3 separate regions of the Sus scrofa genome follow, and all the other regions are linked to region 3. Evidence: chromatin contacts called from public Hi-C and HiChIP or PLAC-seq data. All regions are on one chromosome and are shown on one strand. Each heading gives the region's core, a stretch centred on a gene start, on an enhancer-like site or on the middle of the called end of the contact. The rest is flanking DNA. Distances are from core to core; before and after follow the strand shown. Region 1 has its middle 290 kb from the start of KLF4. Region 2 has its middle 310 kb from the start of KLF4. Region 3 holds the start of KLF4 (Kruppel like factor 4).

Evidence for each region. A called contact is a pair of places that touch in the nucleus more often than the background predicts. HiChIP or PLAC-seq counts read pairs in DNA pulled down with a chosen protein or histone mark.
Region 1: a contact with region 3 is called in a Hi-C map of adipose tissue, with 4 times the contacts expected there. The contact joins the enhancer-like site here to the promoter of KLF4 in region 3. A contact is called at or near these places in 5 of 47 Hi-C or Micro-C datasets (adipose tissue, embryonic fibroblasts, epiblast stem cells and 2 more) and 2 of 2 datasets of contacts at active chromatin or transcription factors (alveolar macrophages and skeletal muscle).
Region 2: an H3K27ac HiChIP or PLAC-seq map of skeletal muscle shows a contact between it and region 3, with 7 times the contacts expected there. The contact joins the enhancer-like site here to the promoter of KLF4 in region 3. A contact is called at or near these places in 12 of 47 Hi-C or Micro-C datasets (adipose tissue, alveolar macrophages, embryonic fibroblasts and 7 more) and 2 of 2 datasets of contacts at active chromatin or transcription factors (alveolar macrophages and skeletal muscle).

The regions. Positions count from the first base shown.
Region 1 is chr1:248,896,551-248,900,071 of Sscrofa11.1, reverse strand. No RefSeq gene overlaps it. Among named protein-coding and RNA genes, the nearest start is that of KLF4, 290 kb to the right of the region's middle. Within about 2 kb of position 1,406, at least 11 of the 83 cell types and tissues checked have an H3K27ac peak or open chromatin away from gene starts, as enhancers often do. A contact at or near this core is called in adipose tissue, omental adipose tissue and retroperitoneal adipose tissue, where this site is marked.
Region 2 is chr1:248,914,628-248,917,866 of Sscrofa11.1, reverse strand. No RefSeq gene overlaps it. Among named protein-coding and RNA genes, the nearest start is that of KLF4, 310 kb to the right of the region's middle. Within about 2 kb of position 1,871, at least 11 of the 83 cell types and tissues checked have an H3K27ac peak or open chromatin away from gene starts, as enhancers often do. A contact at or near this core is called in adipose tissue, retroperitoneal adipose tissue, skeletal muscle and 1 more, where this site is marked.
Region 3 is chr1:248,608,072-248,611,667 of Sscrofa11.1, reverse strand. It overlaps KLF4 (Kruppel like factor 4), which reads left to right and starts at 2,094. Exons shown (of 5, transcript NM_001031782.2): 1 at 2,094-2,692; 2 at 2,810-2,930; 3 at 3,595-3,596. The coding sequence starts at 2,688.

The DNA of each region.
Region 1 (3,521 bases), core at 157-2,656, 290 kb before region 3:
ACTAGTATCCATCAGGACGTGGGTTGGATCCCTGGCCTCGCTCTGTGGGTTAGGGATCCAGTGTTGCCAAGAGCTGTGGTGTAGGTTGCAGATGAGGCCCAGATCCCACGTTGTTGCTGTGGCTGTGGCTAGGCCAGCAGCTGCAGCTCCAATTCCACCCCTGGCCTGGGAACTTCCATATGCCTCGAGTGCAGCCCTAAAAAAATAATAATAATAATTAAAAATTAAAACCAGCTTGGACAAGGACACTCTGCTCCTCCTTTGTCCTCCTGAAAGCAGGAAGTAAGCCTCCCCTGTGAAGGGGACCTGCCTTGTACCAGGAGGTAGCACATCCTCATCACCAGAGACAGGGAATTTAGGGCAGAGAAGGCTGTATAAACCCACCTTATTAATTCACACATTTCCTGTCCCAAGCCCAAACCCCTTTGTCTTGTCAATTCTTTACATATGTATTGTTTCTTTGTCTAAATGGTATCAAAGCCGCCTGCCTTGGTCACTTCTTTGAGTTTCATATTTTTATGGACTCCCATATGCATGTGAAGTTACATTTTTCCCCTGTTACTCTGTTTTATGTTGATGTAATTATCAGACCAGCCAAAGCACCTAGAAGGGAAGAGTTTGTAAGAAACAGATCTTAATAACTGTGCCATGCACAGCTTTCTTTCTCTAAGATCTCTGGAGGAAAAAAAAAAAAAAATGTCTGTTGCTGAGAGTCTTAAAAGAATGAGTCCTAGGAGAAGGTGCAGTGTTCTGGTTACTATTGTAACAAATTACTCCAACACTTAGTGGCTTAAAATAGCTGTTTTTGTGTACTTTCAGATTCTGTGGGTTGGGAACTTGGAAAGGGAGCAGGTTTGACTCTTTCCCCCAGTATCTGAACCCTCGGTTGGGAAAACCGAAAGACTGGAGGTGACTCAGCAGCGAGGGATTGGAATCAGCTGGAAGCGTCTTTACTCACACATCTGGCTGTCGGTAAGGACCCGGGGTGGTGCTGTGGGCCCGAGACTCTGCACGTGTCCTCTCCTTGTGACCTGGGCTTCCCCACAGCATGGCAGCCTCGGGTTTCTAAATATCAGCTCAGGACTCCAGAGGCAGATGTCCCAGCTTCAAACGCTCAAAGGTCCCAGCTCACTTCTCAGCCCTGATCTTTTATGATCTGGCCTCAGAAGTCATGCAGCATCACTTCTGCAGATTTCTGCTCTTTCCGAGCAAGGAAGGAGCCCTGCCCACATTCAAGGGGAGGAGAATGAGACTCCACCTTTGGATCCGAAAGTGACAAGGTTCTAGAAAAGAGTGTGGAATGGGAGTTGCCACCACTGTTGGAAAATATGATCAGTCCCAGGTAGCAATGGCTGTTTCTCCCGCAAGGCCTTCGCCTGCCCGTCTGTAGAATGTGGTAGCTACAGCTTGGATGCCTGCCCTTGGCCTTTCCAAGGGTCTGCTCCTCTCCAAGCCCAAGGCTGGGTCAGGTTCATCATTTCTTCATGATGTTCCCATTAAAAGGATTTTGCAAGCAGCTTGAGGGCCAAATCCATGACTTGTTCATCTGGAATCTCCCATCCACATGCTGCTTCTGGCACAGAACAAAGCCTGAAAATGTTTATTGAAGTGCGGTTATTAGGTTATTCAAATCTTATAGAATATAATAATTTTAATGAATGTTCATATAGGGCTTCTTAGGTGCCAGGTACTGCTCTAAGTGTTTTAGAGACGGTGACTCATTTAACCCTCTGAGGAGCTTTCGGGGGAGGGACCGGTATTATCCCAGTTTTACAGAGAAGGAAAACGATGTACAGGCAGGTTTAATGACTTGCCCAAGATCACTCAGCTCCCAAGAGGCCAGGCCAAGGTCTGAGCCCAGGAGCCTGGCTCCTAGAGCCTATATTCCCAGCCACTATGCTACACTGCCTCCTGGGGTGTGGTGCTCTGTCAAGTAAATGGGCTGTCGGGGGTCCAGCGGCGATTCTGCCACGTCCTTGAGTGCACGCAGCTTCCTGCCCCTTTCCCAGCATCCAAGCCTTCACCAGTAACACAGGGGCACTGGGCTAGATTTTTGGGGGCCTCCCAGGCCTTCTGTGTAGGCTCTGTCTTTATAGCTGGGCTAAGCCAAACGTTGACCCTTTTATGACACAAGCTTTTATGGCCCTCTGCAAAGAGCTTAATGAGGACTTTCAAAGGTTATTGAGGACCCAATGTCCTGGGCCTAACTAAAATCTGTACACCAGACTGCAGCATTCATCTCAAGTCATTTGCCCCAGAAACACAGGCGGAGTGGTGTCTGCTGCCAGAGGTGGTGGCAGCCTGAGCTGTGACAGTGAGCAGGAGATACCAGAGGGCCTGCCCAGCACAGCCCAGAACCAGGAATTGCTAGGGAACGGGGAGGCGAGGGTGATGCGAGAGCGCTGTGAGCCAGCATCGCCCCGGGATCTGGCTTTGAGGAAGGATCCTCATCCTGTGGTCCTGGCCAGCTAGAGACCATTTTCTGGGACCGCTCAGATCTCTGCAAGGGATTCCCTGGGGACCCAGTGTTCCAGTCCACGCTGCTGCTTCTTGACACCAAGTGCTTGCCCTGCCTGCACTCCTTGTCCAGCCAGAAGAGAGCAGGAGGGCCGATAACCCCAGAGTGATCTCTTGAACCCCTTTTCATTTCCATAATGCAAAGCCAGGCATCAGCGAGGACCCTGGCAGGATGGATAGACACGTTTCTCCCCTCCAGAGGGCCACGGGCAGGAGCTTTTCCACTTAAAAAAGGGACCCAAGGAGGGGTGCGAGGGGCCTGGCGCGTAGAGAAGCAACAGGCCAGGAAGAGGCTACAAATTGGATCCCTCCAGCCGGAGCTGCCAGCAGCTGGCTCTGGTGCCTGAACTGACTGCCCCATCAAAAGCCAGCACAGGGGAGAGTCAGTGAAAGGTAAATGCCTTCCATTTGTTCTGCTCTGTGGTGCTATTAGTAGCACACGGAAAGAATTTGGGTGTCAGATTTTTATCCCGAAAACCTCACTCAGATAACGGGGCATTTTGCTTCCATAGCAATCTGCTTCTGATAGGATTTCCCTTGTGTTTAGAAAGCTCTCCTGCATCAAGCCTCACCTAAGCACAGCTTCCATTTCCTTCCTCCCATTCTCCTTCATCCCTTCTCTCTCCTACCTTGACAACCAGGGCAGCTGCAGTTTCCCAAGCCCCCAGCCCCGCCCCGACCCTTGGCACTTCTTAAGGACTCCCGAAATCACCATCATCATGCCCCCCAGAGATGAGGCTCTGCAGGTTCAGAGAAGCAAAGTCACTGACCCAGATTCACACAGCTGGTTGGTGGCAGCTGGAGGGAGGGTCTTGCTTGAAGCCACAAGGTCCCACCCCACCACGGGCTTCAGGACCTCCCCAGAATCATGGTGTTGCACCTGAGCTGCTCCAGCGTATAATCTCTCACTACAGATGTGTTTATACCGGTTTGGGGACATTTTTAAGTAGTTTTGGAAGCTCCTCTAAAACATATCTAACCTTCCCTGAAAAGGGAGTGTTTCT
Region 2 (3,239 bases), core at 622-3,121, 310 kb before region 3:
TGTATCTGCTCTATATTTGGGCCCCCTCAATCAATTAAACTGTTGATTGAATGGGACACTTTCCATTTCTGGTTGATATCATAATCTGGATGTCCTCACTGGAGGGGATGGGGGAAAGGGCAGTGGATTAGGAATCAGGCTGACCCGAGTTCCACACTGGGGCTGCACCACCTCGCTCTATGTCTTGAGACAGGTCCCCTTCATCCTTCTGGGCCTCAGTTTTCCCATCTGCAGAGCAGCAGTGTCTTTGAACCTATTGTAAGAGGATAGCTGTTCAGGCAGGTTAAATGCCTTGCCCGATGATGTCAGCACTTGTCTTTCCTATTCAGGGTCCATGCCGAGGGATTACTGGGGGATGGGCCTTCTCTGCTCAGGGAAAGACCCCTTCATTGTACAGATGCAACCGAGGAGGATGGAGCGGAACTGATTGGGCCCTTGTGTGGAGGCCTGGAATTCAGGCTGACTTGTTTCTGTCGTTTTCATATCCCCAGTGGCCCTCCTGGTGGCATGTGAAGGCCTTAAGTCAGTGTATAGTGAAGGAAGGAAGGGCTTTATCCAGCTGAGACTCAGAGGAAGGGCAAGGACATTGTTCCCCAGAATTGGGGACAGGGAAGGAGGCTGACCTTTCAGAACTGAAACACTGAATCAGGGAATATCTATCGGCTGAACTGAAAAGTTGAGCCACCACCGAAAAGTTGAAGTTCCTTGGGTGTCGTCAGTCATGCTCTGGCTCCGGGTAGGCTCCTTCCTTGAGCCTGGGGTACAGCTAAGCCTCTCGCTGGGAGTCACAAGGCTCTAGCTGTTAGGAGAGAAGGACGGTGGTGTTCAGGAGCCTGACAGCAACCGGCTGGGTCTCTCTTCAGGACAAGTCACCCAGTATTTCCTGCAGGCCCTTCGAGCTTTCTGGCTTCCCTGGTTCTCTGCCTGTCTGTGAGCAGGGCTTCCTGCCTTCCCTCCCATCATCCTTCCATCCTCTCTCCCTCTTTCGCCTTCACCACCTTGATCATGCAATGGCTGGTTACACAAAAGCCGCAAATTCCGAGCTATATGTAGCATAGAGTGGCTGCTTGTCCCAAAATACCACGTCGCTGACTACAGCAAACACAAATTACAAGCTTTATCTAATCACAGTTATGGGACCGGTCATTTTTGGTTTCCAAAAATGACTGCGAGCGGCGCGCTTCTGCAGCTGGTGGTGGCACCGGCAGGGGTTTCAGATCTCAAGTGCACACAGATGCACTGGGAGACGGGCATCCCAAGTGACCAGCTCATAAAGGGAAATAGGAGAGGGAGAAGGAAGCACAACTCACCAGATAAACCCTGCTGCTGGCAATCTCAGAAACACACTATTTAAAATCATCAAGTTGCATCACCATGGCACCAAAGGTTATCAGCACTCACCTCCCTGGCACACGATTTCCTGACATAAAATGTGACACCAGAGTCGCTCTTGACTGGCCGCACTAGGGACCAGAGGAAGTGAAGCTTGCTCAGAAATCACTGATTTCGTTTGGGGCTTGAATTTGTTTCTTTTCTTTACTAATCTTTTCACCAAGAGTAGATGGCCGTGGTATCGAGAAGACTGCTAGACTTGAGGTTTGGAACCTGGGTTGGCTGCTGACCATGACCTTGAGCATGTCAGCCCACTTCTCTGAGTGACCTTCTGCATCAAGTGAGGCTGATAACTCCACCCAGCAACCCGGCTGCCAGGAGGGAGGGTAAGATGAGGGTGCATGTAGAAGTGCCAGCCACATATTTAGCACAAATCAGCCTGGATGAAAGGGATTTGGCCCCTGGCTGGGAGCTGGATGCTCCTTGTGCATCATTTCATCGTCAGCATTTTGACTGCTTCTCACTCCCACACGTGTGGGCGGGCAACAGGCAGGAGAGGGCCCAGCTTCTCCCCTCCGCACCGTGATGAATTCGGCCTGTGACTCAAAGTGTCAAACACTATCACTCAAATTCAGCCAGTGTTCCACTGAGATTCCAGGGCACTCGCGTGCCCTCAGAAGGCACTCTCTGTGAGCTTTAAATAGCCCAGAGATGTGCTGAGCCACTCTCTCTCTCTTAAAGCATAAAAGCACTGAGGAAAATACAGCCCTACAGATATCTGCATTCCTCCACACGAGGCCACCATTTCCAGAGGATGTGTGCTCTTAAAATGAGCCCCTTTGGTGGCAGCAGCTGAGAGCTGACTTTCTAGGGCCAGCAGAGGGAAGAAGAAGGATGGACAATTCCCCCCAGGGCTGAAAGTAGTAACAGTGAAACAATGAACCTCCGAACTCAAACTGACTTTCACTTCCCTAAACTATAAATAAATCAGCTTTTTTTCCCCCCTTGACTTCAATTCCACATTAGTCCTTCTCATGAATGGATCCTTTAAGAAAAACAACTGGAATCTGAGCATCAAATTCCAGCTGGGCAATGCTGGAAAATCCAGCACCCCCCTCCCCACTCTGCAAAGAGAGAGTGTCGGATGAACCTTCAAGGCTCCTTTAAGCTCTACTGTTCTATTCAGCGGGGGCCAGTTCATCTTGGGAAGTGGGTTGCAATAGGATCTTACACAAAGGAACACAGTTATTTTGACCATTCCTGTTGCAAGCTAACTAATTCCCCCTCTTCCCTATAGAGGAGTAATCCAGTTTACTAGAGATCATTTCTCAGCCTCTACTGCACTGGAAAAGGGATCAAGCTGAGTCAATTGAAGCCCCAGCCACAGTGCTGAAGGTCATTGATTTCTGACTTTAAAGCAGAAACCCTGGAAGAGATCATACTAACAATAAAAACCAGAATTTGCAGGATCTCTACCATGCATTGCCCATTGTACTTGAGTATTTCATACCCCTTATTTCCTTTCACCCTCAGAGCATTCCTGTGATGTGGGTGTTTTTCTTACCATTTTATCAACAATGAAACTGAGATAGATAAAGTCGATGTTTATCTCTAAATCTCAGAAAACTTACCCAAAGTATTTCTCCCTGTCTTCTGACCACTAGGAAGCTCAAGGTTAAATTGGGTCAAATACAAGTGCACATGGGGGTTTTTAGTTGTCATTTCCAAGTCTATTTTTTCTAACCTCTGTTTTCTTGTTTTCTCCCCGCCCTCCTTATAACTTATTTCTACATTTTTCCTATAGTATAAAGCAACCTTAGGGGTTCCCTGGTGGCCTATCGATTAAGGATCCAGTGTTGTCACTGCTGTGGTGCGGGTTCGAGACCTGGCCTGGGAACTTCTGCATG
Region 3 (3,596 bases), core at 845-3,344:
AATCCTCATGCACTGGTTACCTAAATTGGGAATTTGGGGAATTCCAAGTCCTGACTTACCCATCTACATCCTGAGGGTGATGGCTGCCAATCAAAGGCTCATCCAAGGTCACGGGCGTTTAGGAACCTCGGCCTTGATGGAAAAGTGTTTAACTTTCTCATGTGATAATCCTAGTACTCCCCCCGCCCCCGCCCCATATTTTGCCACTGCAATGAAAGGAATATGGAAAGGAGGTGACGAGTATCTTCCTTTCTTGGTTCCTCCTTTTGAAAAGCGCAATATTTTCAGAGTTAAAAAGTAACTGGCTGGCTCCTATGGGGGTGGGGTTGAAACCCTCCAGACCAAAGGAGGAGGGTCGGGTCGGGTTTCCCTGCCAAAGGATGCCCTTTCTTCAGCTGCAGCCCCTCTCAGCCATTGGCCAAAGCGGGGCTGGAGGAAGTCATCCTCAAGGGCTTCCAACCTTCCGGACCGAGAGGGATTCCTACAATTGGCAGAGAGGGCCGAATGGATTCGTCGGGGCGAGATACATTCCAAGAATGCTTCTGTGGTTGACGAGGAGCGGAAAAATCAGGGATAAGAAATATTCTGAGGAAACCTAATAGGTCGCAGGACTCAAACAGGTGACCACGACTTAAAAGTGCGAGGTAACTGGATCTCAGTGAGGGGTGAGCCCACACTCTGGTCAGTGCTAGGGCTTCGACCCTTTTCCCAGCGGCCAGGACCCACTGCATTAACCTTCAAGAGCGCTCCGCGGAGAGGGGAGTAGGGCGGAGGCCTGTGTGCGCCTGAATCCAACAAAAACACCTCGCAAGCCTACGTTTAGAAAGCGATACCTAACACCACACTCACGTTTTTTTAAAAAAAGCACTGCTTGCAGAGAAGATGAGAGCGAAAACATTTCCCGGCTGGAAAAGTACTGATCACAAACTAAGGGGAGGGGGGTGGGGAGGCAGAGTTATAAGACTGAAATAACGATCGCAGTTTCCTCTTCTCTTCCCGGTGGGCAGTGACAGCCGCCGCGGGCTCCGTGTGACCTTATCAGGAACCGGGGTTCCAATGCGTCGCTCCACTTTCTGGCATGGGGCCACTTTCCAGCCAAGTCCCTTCGGTGGGCTTGACCGCTCGAGACAAGGGAGCGAGTTGCCGGTTGACCTTTACCTCGCCACTTCACCTCTTTATGACTCAGTTTTCTCATCCATAAAATGGAAAGGACAGTGCGTGGCTTGCAAAATGCTTTGAGATTCCTGGTTGAAGGTATCTCCGCGCCTCACGCCCCTCTTCCCTCCCCCACCTCACGAAGTGAATTTTGAGACTTTCCCGTCCCTTCCTCTCTCCTTCAATAATATCAAAACCGTAGCTCCATTTCCCATTCTGGTCTTTTACAGCCTTTTCCAGGCGGAACACCCCTCCGGCCTTCTCAGGCTCCCAGTCTTCGCCTTGCCGTCCTGGGCTTCCATCTCGACCCCCTACCCGCGACCCGGCAAAAGTGCCAGCGAAGAGCCGTGTGACGCCAGGCCAAGGGCCCGCAATGGCACTCAGGGACTAGAGCCGGGCTCCTGCGTGCGTAAGAGAGGTACGAGCTCTGGATGAGTCACGCGGATAATCGCGCTCTTCTCTAGGGCGCAAAGTGCGCGGCGAGCGCTCACCCGGGCTGTGGTAGTGGCGTGTTACCGTCCCCCTTCGCCCCCAGCAGCCTTCTCGGCCGCAGGCTTCGAACCTGGGGAGCTGCCCGTGGCGACGCCGACTGTCCTGGTCGCGCGGCGACCGGACCTGCGCCCGGTATACCCAGCGCCTGAGCCACTGCGCCACCGCCGCCGGCGTCAGCGCGGCTCCTGCCCGCCAGCTGCTGGGCTGGCGTCACGGCCCGCCGTGCCCCGCCGCGCCCCTCCTTCCTCCCCGCCCCACGTGCGCCAAGTTTGTTTATTTAGCTGCTATGGCAACGCGCGGGGGGGGCCGCGCAAGGGAGGGGAGAAGAAAGGGAGGGGGCGGGGCCTGGCGGCGGGCCCCTGCGCACAGCGGGTAGGAGGCGGGGGGAGGGCGGGAGCCAAGAAGTTATAAGTAAGGAGCGCGCGGCGGCCGCCGGCAGTTCCCCGGCCGAGACAGCGAGCGCGGCTGCGGGCGCGCGGGGAGCAGAGGCGGTGGCGGGCGGCGGCGGCACCGGGAGCCGCCAAGTGCCCCTCCCCGCCCCTCCGGCCCCCACCCACCCACCCACCTGCCCGCGGCCAGCGCCCATGGCCGCGCGCGCCCCGCGCAGCCCCCCGGACTCCGCGCCCTGCGCCGCCGCCCAGTCCGCAGATCAGCGCCGCCGCAGCCAGTCTCACCTGGCGGCGCCGCCCGCCCGCCACCCCGGCCACAGCCCCAGCACCCAAGGCCATAGCCGCGGCGACCGCGACAGCGGTGGGGGACACTGCTGAGTCGAAGAGAGCGCAGCCCGGCCACCGGACCTACTTACTCGCCTTGCTGATTGTCTATTTTTACGAGTTTACAACTTTTCTAAGAACTTTTGTATACAAAGGAACTTTTTTTAAAGGCATCTCTTTTATATTTAATCCAAAGAAGAAGGATCTCTGGCAATTTGGGGTTTTGGGTTTTGGCTTCGTTTCTAAGTCTTTTCCCCCTCTTCGTTGACTGGGGTTCGGGTACCCCCGCTGCTTCGGACTTCGGAGGACCTCTGAGGCCCCACATTAATGAGGTAAGTGCGGCGTGGGGGTGGGGGAGTAGGGAGGAGTGAGGACCGGTGGGACCCGCCAGAGCGGCCGTCAAGAGTGGCCCCTGACTCAAGCCTCTGTGCTCCCCACCCGGCCCGCAGGCAGCCACCTGGCGAGTCTGACATGGCTGTCAGCGACGCACTGCTCCCGTCCTTCTCCACGTTCGCGTCCGGCCCGGCGGGAAGGGAGAAGACACTGCGTCCAGCAGGTGCCCCGAATAACGTGAGTGTTGTCACGGGCTGTCGGGAACCTCTAGTGGGCTTCTGTGGGTGGGGTGGGGACGGGCGGAGCCCCGGGGTCACCCAGAACCCCTCCGGACGAGGGGAGGGAGTAGCCACCGCACGGGCTCCGCAGCCTTCCCAGGATGGCTTCCGCGCTCTTGGCTCAGCTGTGCTTGCGTGTGGTCCGGACGGTGTGGAGCCGCCGGGGGCGCACACCGGGCCCGCACACGTCCCGGAGCACGCAAGCGGCAGGGCGGGCGCGCGAGCTACCGGGCGGGAGGTGTCTGTGTCCCCAGACACTGGCTGGGCGGGAGTGAGTTTGGCGCGTAGGCGTCCCCGTGGCGAGGGCGCACCGAGAGAGCTTCGGTGTCCTGATTCTTGGGGCGGCGGGAGCGTCCCCTGGATCTGGCGGGGGAGGGACCCAGGCTGGCGAGCCGCGGCGCGCGCTCACAATCCATGGGGCAGACACAACATAACATCCTCCATATACACGCACCGTTTCTCTTCAGACCCAGCCATGATTTCGACGCTGGCACTCTTAGTTCCCAGGCGCTTCCTGCCGGCCAGGTCCCCACGTCTAGGCGGTGTAGGCGCGGCCAGCCCACCACTACGTCGGGCGGCAGTTAGGGACTGCACTGACGGTATCTCTTGTCCTGTCCCGGCAGCG